Regions from separate parts of the Pan troglodytes genome. Here region 1 is linked to region 2. A link is a contact called in public Hi-C data. All regions are on one chromosome and are shown on one strand. Each heading gives the region's core, a stretch centred on a gene start, on an enhancer-like site or on the middle of the called end of the contact. The rest is flanking DNA. Distances are from core to core; before and after follow the strand shown.

The links. Hi-C and Micro-C count contacts between places; a contact is called where the count stands out from the background.
Region 1: a Hi-C map of induced pluripotent stem cells shows a contact between it and region 2, with 1.6 times the contacts expected there. The contact joins the promoter of AP3M2 here to the enhancer-like site in region 2. A contact is called at or near these places in 2 of 7 Hi-C or Micro-C datasets (induced pluripotent stem cells and stem cell-derived neural progenitor cells) and 1 of 1 datasets of contacts at active chromatin or transcription factors (stem cell-derived excitatory neurons).

Annotation. Positions count from the first base shown.
Region 1 is chr7:50,449,670-50,455,634 of NHGRI_mPanTro3-v2.0_pri, forward strand. AP3M2 (adaptor related protein complex 3 subunit mu 2) reads left to right here and starts at 4,246. Exons shown (of 9, transcript XM_001141415.7): 1 at 4,246-4,897.
Region 2 is chr7:50,011,247-50,016,957 of NHGRI_mPanTro3-v2.0_pri, forward strand. ANK1 (ankyrin 1) reads right to left here. Exons shown (of 44, transcript XM_016959397.4): 15 at 5,124-5,222; 16 at 4,304-4,402. Among named protein-coding and RNA genes, the nearest start is that of MIR486, 52 kb to the left of the region's middle. Within about 2 kb of position 3,420, at least 10 of the 24 cell types and tissues checked have an H3K27ac peak or open chromatin away from gene starts, as enhancers often do. A contact at or near this core is called in induced pluripotent stem cells, stem cell-derived excitatory neurons and stem cell-derived neural progenitor cells, where this site is marked.

The sequences.
Region 1 (5,965 bases), core at 2,996-5,495, 440 kb after region 2:
GGCAAGGCCTCTCTTGTCTCAGACCAAAAATTAAATATAAATAAATAAATAAATAAATGGTTCCCAGTGAATCCTGATAGCTAGGATTGACTTTTTATGGTAGAAAAATTGCTCAGCAGTGAGAGCTCTTAAACACTAGAATGGTTTGTCAGTGGCAGCTTTAGGAAATCTTTCCCTAGAGATTTTTATGCACAAAATAGACTGACTTATCATTTGTCAATGATTTCCTGTGGCCTCTCTTAAAGTCATGGGAAAGTATTACATGAGCTCTCAGATTCTGTTACTTGATTCAATTCAACAAACACTTGAGTGTCAACTTAGTTCATGCCCCCAGGCATTGCTATATACTGGATTCATGCGCCCTCCCCGCAAGGGGCCTCTCTTCCAGTGATCCCCATCTCAACACATGATGCTTCCATCCATGTCATTGCCTGAATCAGAAACCTACTCTGCCTCACCACTGACATTCCATTAATCCCTAATCCCTATCTTCTCTGGAAGGTGTCCACTTCTCTCTACTCCCTGCCTCATGGCTCCAGGCACTAGCTCTCTCCTAGGGATTACTGCAATTGTCTAAATGACCTCCCAGCCTCCAGGCTCAGCCTGTTACAGTCCATCCTGCACACATAGTGTTTCTGAAATGGAAATCTGAAAGTGTGCCACTCTCTTGCTTCACATTTCTTCAGTGGGTTCCTGGGCTTAGAGGTAGGAAGTGTGGAATCTGAGCCATTCTGCTCAGATCTTCCAACGTCCTTGAATCACAGCTTGCTGTTCGACCTTGGGCAGGTTATTTAAGCAGTCTTTGCAGCTTCCTCATCTACGAAAAGGGGATCACAACAGTAATTCATTTTAGAGTAGTTGGGGGGGGTTAAATGATTTCAGATCCTCCTCTCTTATGTGAACTCTTAAATTTGGAGTGTCCCTGGAATCTGGTTCTCTTATCTCTCCACACTCCTTCCCTCAGTCATCTCAACAGGTCCTACTACTTTAAATATCCATATACTGAAAACACCCAAATTTATATCTCAAGCTCAGCCCACTCTCCGGAACCCTGGACTTATATGTCCAGCTGCCTTCTCAACATCTCCACTTGGATAGTTAATGGAGCTCACAGATATATTGATATACTTTGGATGTTTGTCCCCTCCAAATCTCATGTTGAAATGTGATCCCCAGTTTTGGAGGTGGGTCTAGCAGGTGTCATGGGGTTGGATCCCTCGTGAATGGCTTGGTGCCCTCCCCATGGTAATGAGTGAGTTCTCACTCTGTTGGTTTATGAGAGAGCTGGTTGTTTAAAGGAGCCTGGCACCTCCTCTCTCTCACTCCTGCTTTCACCATGCAACTGCCCGCTCCCCTTTCACCTTCTGCCATGAGTAAAAGCTTCCTGAGGCCTCACCAGAAGCTGAGCAGATGCTGGTGCCACGCTTGCATAGCCTACAGAACCATGAGCCAAATAAACCTCTTTTTTTTTAATATTATAAATTACTGAGTCTCAGGTATTCCTTTATAGCAAGCTTGTCCAGCCCGAGGCCCATAGGCTGCATGCGGCCCAGGATAGCTCTGAATGCAGCCCAACACAAACTCATAAACTCTCTTAAAACATTATCAGATTTCTTTGTGATTGCTTTTTTTTTTTTTTTTTTTTTTTGAGACGGAGTCTCGCCTTATTGCCCAGGCTGGAGTGCAGTGGCACAATCTCGGCTCACTGCAACTTCCACCTCCCAGGTTCAAGCAATTCTTTTGTCTCAGCCTTCCGAGTAGCTGGGATTACAGGTGTCCGCCACCACACCCGGCTAATTTTTGTATTTTTAGTAGAGACAGGGTTTCACCATGTTGGCCAGGCTGGTCTCAAACTCCTGACCTCAGGTTATCCACCTGCCTCAGCCTCCCAAAGTGCTGGAATTACAGGCATGAGCCACCGTGCTTGGCCTACCCATAGTCTTTCTAGTCTCAGCTGATGAAACTATCCTTCTCCATGCTGAAGCTCAGTGGCCCTCCCTTCTCTGTTGTTCTCACTCCCTGCATCCCATCCATCTGGAAATCCAGCTGGCTCCTCCTGGAGACTACACGCACAGTCCACCTCCCCCTCACCACCTCCATGGCTACAGCCTGGTCTGAGCTCCATCACCTCTCGCCTGGGTCACTGCAGCGGTCTCACTAGTCTTCTTGCACAGTCTTCTCAACCCAGATGACTGATAAATCAGATCCTATCACCCCTTTGTCCAAACCCTCCATGGGCTCTCTCTTTCACAACCATAATCTTTAAAAGAGCTTTCCAGCCCCTGTGTGATCAGGCCGCCCACCCTGTAACCTTGTCTCCTCCTTTACCCTGAGCTCATTTCACTCCAGCCACACTGTCACCCTTCCTGCTCCAGAAACTCCCCAGGAGCATTCTGGCCTTACAGGCTTTGCAGTGCCTGTTCCCTTTGCTGGAATGCTCTCCCCCAAGATCTCCCTATAGTTAACTCTTCTGCCTTCTTCAAGTCTTTGCACTAATGTCTCTTCTCAATGAGGCTTGTTCTCACTAAAAACTGTAATTTGCCCTCCAATCCCATAACACTCCTGGTAGTTTTTTTTTTTTGCACATGCCATCTTATAACCTACTATATACTTTACTTATGTATATTGATTATTATCTGTCTTTTCCCCACTAGAATATAAGCTTCACTAGGACAGGGATTTTTTTTTTTTGAGACAGAGTCTCACTCTGTCGCCCAGGTTGGAGTGCAGTGGTGCGATCTTAGCTCACTGCAACCTCTGCCTCCTGGGTTTAAGCGATTCTCCCGTCTCAGCCTCCTGAGTAGCTGGGACCACAGGCACGTGCCATCACGCCTGGCTAATTTTTTAATTTTAGTAGAGACAGGGGTTCATCATGTTGGCCAGGCTGGTCTTGAACTCCTGACGTCAAGCGATCCGCCCACCTCAGCCTCCCAAAGTGTTGGGATTACAGGCGTAAGCCACCGCGCCCAGCTCCAAGAGATTTTTGTCTTTTGTTTACTGGTGTTATGTATCCAAGCACTGGAACAGTGCCTGGCGCATGGTAGGGCTCACTAAATATTTATGGAATGGTACTTACAAATTATAAAACACAGTGTATGGCACACAGTGTTTTATAAATATTAACATTTCCAAGGTTCACAACCACTAGGCTCCTACTTACCTTTCCAGCCTGATCTCCCTGTGCTCTTCCTACCATTCCAGCTCAGCTATACTTAACTTGCTCATCTGCAGAGCCTTCCTTATGTACTTTTTTCTCTGTCCATCTATCCCTGCATTTGAGGGATCCATTCTCATTTTCAGGTTTCAAGGTAGAGGGTCTTCCCTGACTCTAGGTCAGCCATCTCTACAGCACTCCTCCCACCCCCTATGCGTTCCTTATTCATCACACTACATTGCAATCCCTTGCTTCTCATTTGTCTTCCCTGCTGGGCCCTGTAACCACAGGGACAATGCCTGTGACAGCAGTCATTGCAGCATCTCCAGCATCCAGCACAGGTCGATACGTGGGGGTTTTCGGCAAATGTTAATTCAGTGAATGAATGAGAAATTCTCACGGCAGCGACTGCATTTCTGCACCTTCGACACACATTATCACGTGTTATTGTATCTTGTGCTGTTCCTTAGGGCATAACAATTGCTAGCATTTTCTAACTCAATCCTCACAACTCTAGGAGGGAGGTACTATTCACGTTCTTATTTGAGAAGTGAGGAACTTGAAGTTTAGAGGAGTTACAGTTCTTTCTCACGGTCACTCAGGTTGTAAGTGTTGGAGCGGGTTCAAGCCAAGTCCTCTGGCACCAGCGTCCCTAAGCCCACCCAGAGTCATACCATTCTGCCATTTTGTTTCTGGCTTTTCTCCTTAGTTCAAAGTCAGCCAACTACCTGCCCTTAGCAAGCGTGGAGAGAACCCCCCGCACCACCTCAGCAAAGGGCTTGTGTGTGGAGGAGCTGCCACCCACGCTCCATTTCACCAAAGTGAAAACTAATGCTAGGGAGGGCGAACCCCTCATCGGCGAGGTCGCCACTGTCACCAGCGCCCACTGCTGGGTCCAAGGCTGGCGACGCCTCACCGCATCTGGGCCTGACTTCCTGCGTCACTGGGGCGACCCCTGGTCCTGACTTCCACTCCACGCCTTCGTGGATCAGGACGACTGGGACCACTCAAAAGCGTATCCAAGTCCTGAGGTCTCCAAAGCGGTGGAGAGACCCGCCCAGCCCCTCACTCCCCGGCTGGGAACTGAGATTGTGGAGCGTGGGCGCCCTGCCGCGGCCCAGTGGGGCTGGGGGCTTCCAGAGTCGGGGTCCAGGGCTCGGTGTCCGAGGCTCCACCGCCAGCCGCGCCGACCTGACCCACGGCCGGGTACAACAGAGAAGGCGGCGCTTCCCAAAGGCACCGATGGGGTGGAGGGTAGCCGCCGCCCTCAGGATTTATCAACCGCGAGGCGCTGTCAGCAACTCGTGCCCGGAAGCCACCCCGCCCCGGCACACACATACTCCAGCGCCCCCTCCAGGCGCACTCCGCAAACACGCGAGCGCGGCGGCCGCCCCAGCCCTTTGTGACTGGATGAGTGGGGCCGAGCAGCACGCACTGTCTTCGACCTCCAATCAGGACTCGGGGTCTCGGAGCTGCACCAATCGGAGATGACCGTGGCCTCAACAGGGCCAAAGGGGGACTCGAGCCCGACAACAGGGCAAGCCGCCAACAGCGATCAACCAGAGGGGAGGAGCGGCTCCCAGATGCCCAATCAGCGGCCTTCAGGCGCAGATCGTGGGCGGAGCGGTAGCCGACCCGCGGGCCGGCCAATCAGCGGGCGAGCGGCTGCCTCAGCGCGCGCGGTGGGCGGGGCGGGGCCTGTCCGCGCCTAGGAGCAGTGGGCGCTGCGAGCAGCGAGGCCAGGTGAGGAGTAGGGACGACCCCGAGCCTGGAGCCGGGGCAGGAGCGGGGGCGCGCGAGGGTCGGGGCGGGGTCTCAGGATGCAGCCGGGCGGCCTCTCAAGGCTGCGGACGCGGCGGGGAGAGGTGAGGGGCCGGGTTCAGGGTTCGGGGAGGGGGTCCTTCCCGGCGCCGCGGCTGCGGGCGGAGGGGACACTGTTGCCATGGCAGCGCACGTGCGCGGCCCGGCGCCCCTGCGCTCTTCACCCCGGAACGCGCGTGCCCCTTCAGCCAGGCCACTGCCCGCCTGCGCCCCGCGGCCTCCGTCGCCGCCGGCTCTGGGCCGGGGCCTGCGCAGGGACCGCCCGCCTAGGCCGCTGCCTCTCCCTCGCACCCCGGGCTGCCTGGCTGTCTCTCCCTCCTGCTGTCTCGTCCGGGCGGCTCTGGGCACCGCAGGCCTCTGCGTTTTGACCACCCGCGCCGTTTCGCGGAATGGCCACATCCTGGCGACTGGCACCAGAGAGATGCAACCGTCTGAGGGCCTTGGGGTGTCTGTCCCCCAGGGAAATTTTTTTTTTTTTTTTTTTGGAGGTGGTGGAGGGGGGCGGGGTTCTCGCTCTGTTGCCCGGGCTGGTCTCGAACTCGTGAGCTCCAGCGGTCTGCCCGCGGAGGCCTCCCTAAGTACTGGGATCACAGGCGGGAGCCCCAAGGGATCTTTTTAAATGTCTTACTGCATTAGCAAGTGCCTAAGGAGTGCTCAGAGAATAGCTCTGATTGGATGAATAAAGACCCCCAAGGGCAGCTTTCCATTCCTCCCACCAATTCTGGTGGGCAGAAATAGAAAGCAAACCACATATATAATTGTACATGTTCTGGTAACCACTTTAAAATAATAAAACAGGTTAAATTAATTTTAATATATTTGATTTAACCCAGGATATCCAAAATGTTATTACAACATATAATCAATATTAAATTATTGGTAAGATATTTGAAATTTTTTTTTTCATGCAAAGCCTTTCAGATTTGTCGTGTGTCTTACACTTAACAGCACACCTCAGTTCGCACCAGCCACCTTTCAAGTGCTCGCTGG
Region 2 (5,711 bases), core at 2,170-4,669:
GAGTTGGAGGCTGCAGTGAGCTCTGATCGTACCACTGCACTATGGCCTGGAGCAGAGTAAGACCCTGTCTCTACACATAAAAATTTTAAAAAGTAATGCACCTGTGTGTCATGGTTTTGCAGTGCACTGGTTTGCAAGACATTATAATTGCACAATGAGATGAAGAAGCTTGCCTCAAAAGTAAATCAATGATGTCACTGTGCACTGTTTATTCAGCCAATTTTTGTTTTTATTATTATTATTGATAGCAAGACTGTCTCAGTGAAGGAAGCAGCGCATGGGTTTACATTCTGGAGCACACTCCTTATCTCCCTGCAGGCAAGAGACAGTTCCCAGGTGGGCACCTTTGCTCATCACTGCCGAAAACCACTTTCACCTGCATTTTTTTGCGCTTCATTAAAACCACATAAGGTCACTAGGGCAGGCATTTTTATTATCCTATTGTGTGGAGAAAGAGGCCAATTCTCTGTAAGGTTAAGCACCTTATCTAATGTCACATAGTAAGCAGAACAACAGATAACCCAACCTTGAACTTCTGATTGCACAGCCCAGGTAATTCCAGCTAGAACAGTGGTTCTCAAACTCTGATGTGTACACAAATCCCTTGGGACCTTGTTAAAATGCAGTGTCTGATTCAGAGGCGCTAGGGAGGGCCCGAGATTGTGCATTTCTAGCAAGCCCCCAGATGATGCTGACAATGCTAGTCCAGGGATCACACTTTCAGTAGCAAGGCCCTAGGGCACTCAGGGTTAAGGGCAATGCCAGGCTGGAGGACGTCCTGGACATGCGCCCACCCAGGCCCATAGCAGATGGCTGCCCAACGTGGGATCTGTCTCAGGGCACGAGATTTCCCCACCTCGGCCAGCATTCCTCTGGCTGAGGACTGAGTTCTCCCTGCCAGCCACTCTCTTACTGTGGAAACCAACATTTCTGATTCTGCCAGGATCACTGGTCAGGAAGAGGAAAGGGAAAGAAAGGGGCTGGCCAAGGCAGTCAAAGCCCTGGGTACAGGGAAAGCTCAGCAAGGTGGGCCCATAGGTGGCTTTTGTGGTGAAACGAAAAGTTGTGACTTACCCAAGGAATTGAATTAAATTGAAAAATCATTTTCTTTGAAGAATGACATGAGATAATCCTTTCTAGTATTCTTCCTTTTTAATTTGATTATGTTATGAGAAAACATTAAATTGTTCTTTGTAGGTTGTGTTCATGTAACAAGATCGGCATTTGGATTATAATAAGTTTAATTAAACAACATGATTTTTGCACTGTATTAAAAGAGAGCAAAGGAATGGGGTGCAATGCCGCAGATCCAGCCTGAGATGCAGGGTCGGCTCAAAACAGAGCTAAGCCTCCCCACGATTAGACACGGAGCACCAGTCAGCGCTGGCCCAGAGAAGATTTTCACTATGTAAATGAAAAATAAAACCCTAAGCCCCAAACAGATCCCATCTAGGCCAAAGAGATCCCAGAAAAACCTTAAAAATTGAATTCCCAGCCACGAAGGAAGGGAGGTTGGACACGCCTTGCTATACCCACTTCCTTTCGGAGTTTAGGCGCAACTGACCGGCATTCATGTTAAAAGAGATCATAAGACTAACCAAAGGGACTCTTTGTGACAAGACACCAAATTATCAACAGGACCCAAGGCCAGAGTAGGCAAGGGCTGAGTCACATGTCCCCTGGAGGTCACTCGGCCCAGGACCCTGGTGAACAGACCCTTCTCTCAACTTAATGCTTTTCTGCTGATTCCAAACTTTTAGATAAAGCTTTACTCCTTTAACCAATTGCAAATTAAAGAATCTCGGAATCTGCCTATAACCTCTGGGACTTTCTAGGTATTTTTGTCAATATATACCTTCCATGTATTGATTTATGTCTTTGCCTGTAACTCCTGCCTCTCTAAATATAAAAAACCAAACTGTAAGCCGCCTCAGACACACTTTCTCAGGACCTCTTGATACTGTGTTGCCCAGGGCCATGGTTATCACATTGGCTCAGAATAAACCTCCAAAATACTTTATGGAGTTTGGTTTTTCCATTAATAACTACATGAAAGCAATGATTATTAGGCCATCTTTTTTTTTTTTAGACAGAGTCTCTCTCGCTCTCTTGCCCAGGCTGGAGTGCAGTGGTGAGACCTTGGCTCACCGCAATCTCTGCCTCCCGGGTTCAAGCGATTCTCCTGCCTCAGCCTCCCAAGTAGCTGGGATTACAGGTGCACGCTGCCATGCCCAGCTAATTTTTGTATTTTTAGTAGAGACGGGGTTTCACCATGTTGGCCAGGATGGTCTTGAACTCCTGACCTCAAGCAATCTGCCTGTCTCGGCCTCCCAAAGTGCTGGGATTACAGGCTTGAGCCACCGTGCCCGGCCCTATTAGGCCATCTTTTAATGTACAAGGGACCATCACTTGAGCAATCTGCAGTGTGTTCATGGATGTATCCTCAGGAATCCCAGGCCACCTGGGAAGCAGCGATGTCCACACTGGCAAGGCCAGCCCCCTGTCCTGCCCAAGGGTAGGCCTGCCCTGGACATGGCTCAGGCTACCAGGTAAACCTCTGGTTAAAATTGAGATACAAGTGCCACTGTGACTCTCAGGACACGGACTGCCCCTCTGAGCTTCCCCTAAACCAGAACTAAAATGAACAAATGAACTTCTGCAGGTGACAAGGACAAGGACAACTAGGCTGGAAAGTCACGGAGAGGGGAGGGAGGAATGTGTGCCCGCAAAAGGCTCTTCTTTCCCAAGGAAATGAGCTCATCCTAAGGAATGCACACGGAGGGAGCTCTGCCCAAATGTTCAAACAACATTAGCATCAAAATTAGAAAGGGGAGGGTTTGGTTTGGGTGCAGAGAGATTTGCATGTGAAATTCTACAAAATTGCCAGACTACTTTGGAAACTATTTTTTGCCATGGAAACAAAGCCCATCTGTACAGGGTTTGTGCTTGGATTTAGTTATCTTTAAATATAATGAACCTGGCTCCCGTTCCTTTTATATAAGTAGGGGAGTGAGGAGGAGGGGAGTCCAGGTTTTTATTTTTAGAGGCAGGAGTAAGTCGACATCGCAGCAGGGCCGTGTGCTCCCTCTGCACAGCGACGTGGGACTCACTGCAGCAGGGACAGGAGGAGACAGCTGTCGGGAGCCGGCGTCTGTAGAAGAGCAATGCTGCAAGATGGGGACACGTGTCTGTCCAGGGAGGGAGAATGCGCCGAAGCCCTGCACTGGCACTGACGCTCCCTGCCTGGGCTGCGGAGGCCCTAAGCCAGCAGGTGTTGGCTGGAGTCACATGGGGTCCCACCCCGAGGCTCCTTCTCTGCGGCACTTGGATGCCTGCCACATGACGGATCTCCCATAAATTATCCTGTTTCCCATGCGCCTGGCTGCCCCATAGAGTGCAGGTACTGCGTGTGGCTTTTGTCTTCCTGGCCCCGCTCCCTCTCCTCTCCCCTTCTCCCCGCTGGCCACCAGTCCCGAGGTGCCTATCCCTACACAGCCTCGCCTTCCCAGAGCGGGCAGACTGTTCCCAAAAATGGTCCTTCCAGCTTTATCCTTGTACTACCCAACCCCGTGGGGTCTTCCAGAAGCAACCCATCTGCTCCCTCCTCTGATTCCCTCAAGGGTCACGGAACCTGCTGCTCTGAGCAGCTCGCCTCCGAAGCTGGTGTGAGGCTGGGCCAATGTGTCTCACATTCAGGTGAGCCTCCCTACAAAAATGCCACTATCTAAAAGTCTGATCTCAGAGACAAATGAATTTGGAGGTGATCATTCTCATTTTAAAGAGGTCCCTTGTTTCCAGGTTCCAGCAAGCTCGCCAGCAGCCCTGAGGATTTCTCAAAGTACGGTCGCTGTGGCCCCAGCCTCGGAACCATGCAGAGAGTAGGTTAAAAATGAGGCTTCCAGGCCGCACTGCACAGTCCCACGGAGTCAGAATCTAGCAATGCTAGAAACGGGCTCACCACTCCCCAGGGATTTTTATCCACACTGACCTCTGACAGTCAGTTTACAAAACCCAGCTGACGTGCAACTGCTTGGGGACACATTTGTTGTATAAAACAAGTTCCGCCTCTGCGAGGTAACCCCTGGCTGGGAATTGTTACCCACTTCCCATCCCACTCCTGGGCCCTGAATAGCGTGATTACAGGGCAGGTAACATGTGGGAAAGTGAGGCGTGATTTCTGAGGTAAAAATAGCAACAGAACGCAAAACCCTTGGGCTGCTGTGGAAACCCCCCTCCCTGAGGGACTGGAAGGTAGCAGGTGACCTGCTCTCCAGGGGCAGCTGGGGAGAGGGGCCGGCCTTACCCAGGCAGGGCTGTGCGGGGAGCCGCCCCGGGGAAGCAGCAGCTTGACGATGTCCAGGTTGTTGTGATGGACGGCCACGTGCAGGGGGGTCAGGCCATTCTGCAGGGGACAAAGACAAAAGAGGCCAGCTGTCACTCCCACGGACTTTCTCCCAGGACTCCCTTTAGGCATGGGAGCACCTATTTTATACAGTAAAATCCTGTTTAAAATCTTTCCCAGGCCAGTCTTAACTTGGAGTCATGACAGAATGTCATCGGCAGGACCCAGAGCCCTGTGGGAACAGGGGGGAACGTGGGCAGTGAGATCAATACACTTGCCCGGAGAAGGCCATCGGGTCTTTCCAAAAGGATAAGGCCTTTGACAGAAAGGCCAGTCTTTCCAAAGGCCATTCTCTCTCGATGGCTACCCATGGAAATATAAACAGGCCGGGTGCGGTGGCTCGCACCTGTAATCCCAGAGCTATGGGAGGCTGAAGAGGGAAGATCACCTGAGCCCAGAGTTCGAGACCAGCCTGGGCAACATAGTGAGACCCTGTCTCTATAATTGTTTTTTTAAGTTAGCCGGGCACGGTGGCAACTGCTTGTAGTCCCAGCTACTCAGGAGACTGACACTCGAGGATGGCTTGAGCCCAGGAGTCAAAATTGTAGTGAGTTGTGATGGCACCACTGCACTCCAGCCTGGGCAACAGAGCGAGACCCTGTGTCAAAGAAAAAAAAGATGGACAACACAGGCAAAAGATGGAATCTGCAAGTGCTGATGTCCATCCTCTGTCCTTGCCTCTAACCTGAGAGCTGCAGGGGAGGGCGGGGTTCAAACTCACTTTTCCGGCAGCATTCGGGTGTGCGTCCCGCTCCAGCAGCAGCTCTGCCACCCGCACCTTCCCGTACTTGGCTGCCACGTGCAGAGGGGTAAATCCTTTCTGAGGAGAAACAGGCTGTCAGGACCTTGGGGCCCCAGGGCTGTCCTCCCTGGAGAAAGGGCCCACGGCAAAGGAGGCTGCACCTCCGCTGGCATGGAGAGGCCAATGAAAGCAAAGGCACAGCCATTTTTGAGCCCTCTGGGAGGCCGAAGACCTCAGGACTTGGCAGGCATCCCTGCACTTACAGTCCACACTCCTCTGGCAAGAGGGTCTCAACCACCTCACAGTGGTAGTTGATTGCTGGCTAGCTGAGGGCAGGGTATGAGTCTTAATCCTTCTCATATCCCCAGAACCTGTTTGTGACTTGGCCAAAGCAGGTTTCAACTAATAATTGTGCCATGATAAATGTATGAAGGCTGGCTGGGTGTGTGAGAAGCTGTGGTGGACTTCCTGTTTTGGGGAAGGATGGAGACACATTGGCTTGCAGGTGGTGGCCAGCCCTGAGTGTGACGACCCTTCCAGCTGCTTGCAGCATCATTGAGGTGACAA